2 separate regions of the Mus musculus genome follow, and region 2 is linked to region 1. The links are chromatin contacts, called in public promoter capture Hi-C maps. All regions are on one chromosome and are shown on one strand. The core of a region is the stretch at or near the end of the contact, and the rest is flanking DNA. Distances in the headings are between cores, read along the strand shown.

The links. Promoter capture Hi-C pulls out the DNA fragments that hold promoters and counts their contacts.
Region 2: a contact with region 1 is called in a promoter capture Hi-C map of liver, with 1.7 times the contacts expected there. The contact joins two enhancer-like sites. A contact is called at or near these places in 5 of 39 promoter capture datasets (the HPC-7 cell line, cranial neural crest, frontonasal cranial neural crest and 2 more), 3 of 484 Hi-C or Micro-C datasets (the HL-1 cell line, cerebral cortex and nephron progenitors), 5 of 115 datasets of contacts at active chromatin or transcription factors (the HPC-7 cell line, VIP interneurons, effector CD8 T cells and 2 more) and 3 of 9 other capture datasets (adipose tissue, liver and pancreatic islet).

The regions. Positions count from the first base shown.
Region 1 is chr8:119,932,537-119,935,061 of GRCm38.p6, reverse strand. All of the region lies in intron 2 of Usp10 (ubiquitin specific peptidase 10), which reads right to left. Among named protein-coding and RNA genes, the nearest start is that of Usp10, 23 kb to the right of the region's middle. Within about 2 kb of position 1,256, at least 6 of the 459 cell types and tissues checked have an H3K27ac peak or open chromatin away from gene starts, as enhancers often do. A contact at or near this core is called in liver, where this site is marked.
Region 2 is chr8:120,041,862-120,044,386 of GRCm38.p6, reverse strand. All of the region lies in intron 14 of Crispld2 (cysteine-rich secretory protein LCCL domain containing 2), which reads right to left. Among named protein-coding and RNA genes, the nearest start is that of Crispld2, 51 kb to the right of the region's middle. Within about 2 kb of position 1,261, at least 24 of the 459 cell types and tissues checked have an H3K27ac peak or open chromatin away from gene starts, as enhancers often do. A contact at or near this core is called in liver, where this site is marked.

The sequences.
Region 1 (2,525 bases), core at 7-2,506:
TGCTGTGATGGGCAGAGACAGTGAACAGTGCTGAGCAAGGGCTCCCAACACTCCTGCTCCCGGGACCTCAGGAGGGGGCTTCTGAGACAGCAGAATAGGACGTCAGGCTAACGGTTTCCATCACTGGGGCAATATGACAATTTCATTTAAACTTCTTTAAAATTTTCATTCATCAGCCACGTGTGGTGGCACATGCCTTTAATCCCAGCACTCGGGAGGTAGAGGCAGGCGAATTTCTGAGTTCAAGGCCAGCCTGGTCTACAAAGTGAGTTCCAGGACAGCCAGGGCTACACAGAGAAACCCTGTCTCGAAATAAATAAATAAATAAATAAATAAATAAATAAATAAATAAATAAGGATCCTGGGGACTGAAGCCAAGTCATGAGGCTTGGCAGGAAGGACCTTTACCCACTGGGCCACCTCTCCAGCCTTACTATCATTGTATATTGAGTCTATTTAGGGCATTTTTCTTTAGGGTCTGGTGAGATGGCTCAGCAGATAAAAAGGTTACTGAACAAGTCCAGCAACCTGAGTTTAATTCCTGCAAGTGACTCCACAAAGCAGTTCTATTTGGTCTCCCATCGAACCAGGCCCCATACACACGAGGCCCACCTGCAGCTGCTTCCTGAGAGCTGGGATAAGTGTGTGCCTGCACCACCACCTCCAGCACACACTATTACCTACTTTGGCTGCCAGATTGCTACCATCCCAGGGACCCGCCCAGTAGGAGAAAAATCAACAAGCTGTCCTCTATTCCCACACATACTCAGACACGTACACACACACAAATGAATGTAAAAATACTTAACAGGGCCAGGCAATGCTGGCCTTTAATCCCAGCACCTGGGAGGCAGAGGCAGGCGGATTTCTGAGTTCAAGGCCAGCCTGGTCTACAGAGTGAGTTCCAGGACAGCCAGGGCTACAGAGAAACCCTGTCTCAAAAAACCAAAACCAAAACAAAAAAACCAAAACCAGCTTAACAGGGCAGGTGGGGTTGGGAGGGAGAAATGACTGGAATTGGGCTGAGGTGGAAATCTAGTGCAGTGGGAACCCCATGGAACCTGGCGAAGACTCCATGATGGGGAACATGGATCGTGAACCGGCCATCTTATATAACCAGACAAGGCCAGGAGTGGAGTGATCGGGACACCAACCCAGCCATAAAACCTTTGACCTACAGTTTGTCCTGCCTGCAGACTCTGGGGCCAGTGCTTAACAGAATTGTCATTAAAAAGACCAAGAGACTTTGCCCCACAACTGATGGGAGCAGATGCAGAGCCCCACAGCCAAACACTGAGCAGAGCTTGGGAGTCCTTCAGGGGCAGGAGGAAAGCCTGGAGGAGCCAAAGGGGCTGGGGATACACTAGGAGAACAAGGCCCACAGAATCAACTGACTGGGCCTCACGGGGCCTCACAGAGGTCACGAGTCTCTCAGGGTCTGACTCTGTATATATGCTATGGAGAGTAGCTTGGTCTTCTTGTAGGAATCCTGACAATGGGGAATGAGGGGCTGACCCTGACTCTTGCCTTCTCTTCTTCCTGGGTTGCCTTGATGTGATGCTATGTGTCTGATCTTAATGTAGCTTTGTTATGCCGCGTAAGCCTGATGTTCCTAGGCCTGTTCTTTTGGAGGGTAGGCAGGGGGGGCAGGAGATAGGTCAAGGCGGACACTGCAATTGGGATGTGGATAAGAGAGAAGAATGTGAAACTGTGACAGGTATGTGATGCACGCCTGCAGCCTCAGTACTCGGGAAGTGGAGTCAGGAGGATTGTTGAGTGTGAGGCCAGCTTGCACCGTAGAGTACAACTGTGGAATGGCTGCCTTGGCAAAAACATGATTACTTTTGCTCTCTGGTGTGTAGCATCCTTCACCCAATAAACTACAGCTTCACTGAGAATTTCCCTTGTGCCAACAGATACAGCAAGCACCATGAGCAGAACTATCCAAGTGGATCACTTTCTCCAGTTAGTTATACAGCTGCTCAGAATACAAAAGGACTGGACCGACCCAGCGTCTCTACCTGGAACCCCAGCAGTCAAGAGGCAGAGGCAGGAATTCACTATGAATTCAGTTTGAGATACATAGTTAGGTTTCAGGGGCAGCCTGCACCGGGTAATGTTTCCAGCTGCCTCCTCTACTCAGTCAGAAGGCCTCATCTTACAGGGGTACCATGGTCAGTTCACCTCAGCCTGTAACTCCTCTAACTCTAGCTCCAGGGGATCTGACAGCTATGGCTTCTGGGGACACTGCACACACACACACACAATTAAATTCCAGGGTAAAGCTGGTTGTAGTGGTGCACTTTAATCCCACTACTTGGGAGGCAGAGACGGTGAGTCTCTATGAGTTCAAGGCCAACCTGATCTACTTAAGTTCTGAGTCACAGCCCTGAGTCCTTGCCATAAATGAATGAATGAATGAATGGATGGATAAATGGTGGGAAAGGGATCTATGGGAATGTGAAACACCACCAGGGACTCCCTCAGGAACCCACTTCGCCAACCAGGAAGCCCCTAGAAATAAG
Region 2 (2,525 bases), core at 12-2,511, 110 kb before region 1:
TACATACATACATACATACATACATACATACACTCCATAGATACACATACACTCCATGAACACACACATATTCCAAGGACACACACACACATTGTTTTTACTACCTCTTTTTAAAGCCTCTTGAATCCTACGAAGGACAAAAGAGGAGAGAGGCAGGGATGCCTTCTTGAAGGCCAGAGCATAGCTGGCCTGGGTCTCTGCAGAGAGCCTTGGAACCAGACCTCTACAGGGCAGGCAGGGCAGCCCAGCAGTGCTAGCATCTGGGAGGAAGAGCTCTTGCCATTTGGAACCTTCTAGCACTGCCTGGAGTGAGCAATAGGACAGCTACTTCTGGTGCAGCACAACCTGTGCCTCCATGGGTTGGCAGCCGGAGTCATGGAGTCCTGGGACACAGAGGTCCCTGACTCTGGCCTTGGAAAGGAAAGGGTTGCCTTCTAATTGCTAAGAGATGCTGAAGTTGGGTCTGCTGTGCAGGCCTCTCTTCCCAGCTACTCGGGAGGCTGAGGTTGGAGGATCCTTGGTCCAAGCCCTATCTGGGCTACAAAGTGTATTCAGGTTCAGCCCGTGATACTAAGGAAGAAATGGTCCCAAAATTACAATGTAAAAAAGAGGGGTTGGAGATGTGGATCCGGAATGAGAGTGCTGGTCTAGAGTGGTGAGACCCTGGGTTCAAGTCAGAGTAGGAAGGGAACGAGGAAGGGAAGGAGGGAGGGAGGGAGGGAGGGAGGGAGGGAGAAGAGAGGATGGGGGATTGTGCTGTTATTGTCCCTATGCACACATGCAGCTCTCCCCCTAGACAGATGTGTATGTGCTGGACCAAGTCTCACCCCAGTACTGACAAAGACTGTCAGAGTCTGCACTTGAGAGCCTGAGGCAGGGGGATCACAAGCTCTGGGCTAGCCTGAGCTTTTTAAGATGCAATAATGAGCTCCTGCCTCAGGGAAAACGAAAAGGAAAATAAACCCAAAACCAAACCAAACCAAAACGACCCCCAAGCAGACCCCATTTGTCTCCCTTTCTTTCTCTGAGCCTCATTTTGCACTTTTGATAATCCAGGTTTGCCCAAGCACTCGCTCCTGAGAGACATCTGAAGCCCTGGGCTTAAAGTCAAATGCAGCAAACACCTCCACACTTTTTACAGAGGCTACTGGAGCTGCTGGGGCCTGTAGCGCTCCCGGTGTGTCTGTTGACCCTTAGGGTAGAGATTATCTCTGTTACCCATGCCCTTCCTCAGCCCAGGTCAGAGTTGCTCATACTGTTGACTAAACAATTCCACAGCCAGGCAAAAGCCTGTCTGAACACACCCCCTGCCGATACTTTACTGTGCAGGGCAGGTGACTGGGAATGCCCCGTTGCCCTGCTTTAGGAAGAGCCTGAGCCTGGCAGACATCTATGCTGGTGCCTGCTCTCTGTGAGGATGCTGCCCAGCCCATGTAAGCCACAAGACTGGGAGAGAACAGGCTGTCCTGGAGACTCACGCCCCACACCCACCTTTCACAACTTCCAGGAAACCTCCTTCCCCAAGAAGACCATTGTGAAATCAAAGCTGTCACATCAGCTAGCATGGGTAGCACCCCCTACCACTCAGGACTTAAAATGCTGTTTGCCAAGCAAGGAGTGGTACCATGGGCCTAATAACCTTAGAACTTGGGAAGTCGGGGCGGGAAGATTAGAAGTTCAAGGACATCCTCAGCTCCACAGTGAGTCAGAGGCCATCTTGGTTTACATGCGACCTTATCTCAAATGAACAAAATGAAAATAACGGGGGCCAGTGGGATGGCTCATCAGATAAAGGGGCTTGCTGCCAAGCCTAACCATCTGAGTTCCATCCCCGGGACCCACATGTGGAGGAGAGAACCGACTCCTGCAAGTTGCCCTCTGACCTTTACATGTTGCTGTGGAACATGAGTACACACACACACACACACACACACACACACACACACACACACACACACAATGTAAAGATAAATAAAAATTATTTTAATTAGAAATAAAGTGCTATTTGGAAAACACTGGCCACAGAATGTCCTATAACTTAATGACCATTGGGACCACCTCTAACCCCTCTAGGGTCTCAGCAGTTACTGGATCTGAAACCAGTTCCTGCAACTCACTGGGACAGGCTACCAAGACCTCCCAGTCACGTCACTTCAAGCATCAAGGATGCTGGAGGAAGACAAACATGTCTGCCATGCCCAAATATGTCTGCTGGAGCCTTGTGGCCAAGAAGGGCCCAAGCTTCTTATACTTTGACAAAAGTGACCTGCTCTCTCGCCTGGGTCTCGCTTCTGTCTGTCCTACCAGGTGGCCAGGCCTACACCACAGGACAGGGGTCCAGCTTCGCACTACTTGATGGATCCAGTGACTGGGAACATGAGGGCCTCCCGTGTGGAGGAGGCCACAGGAGTGGGTATGGACTAAAGAGTCCCACTGTGTCAGGAGAAGGGAACATGTGTGAGGGCTTCATGTTCCTTTGAAAGCCAATTCAGGTGACTCTAGAAATGAAGCTACCTACTCCTGTA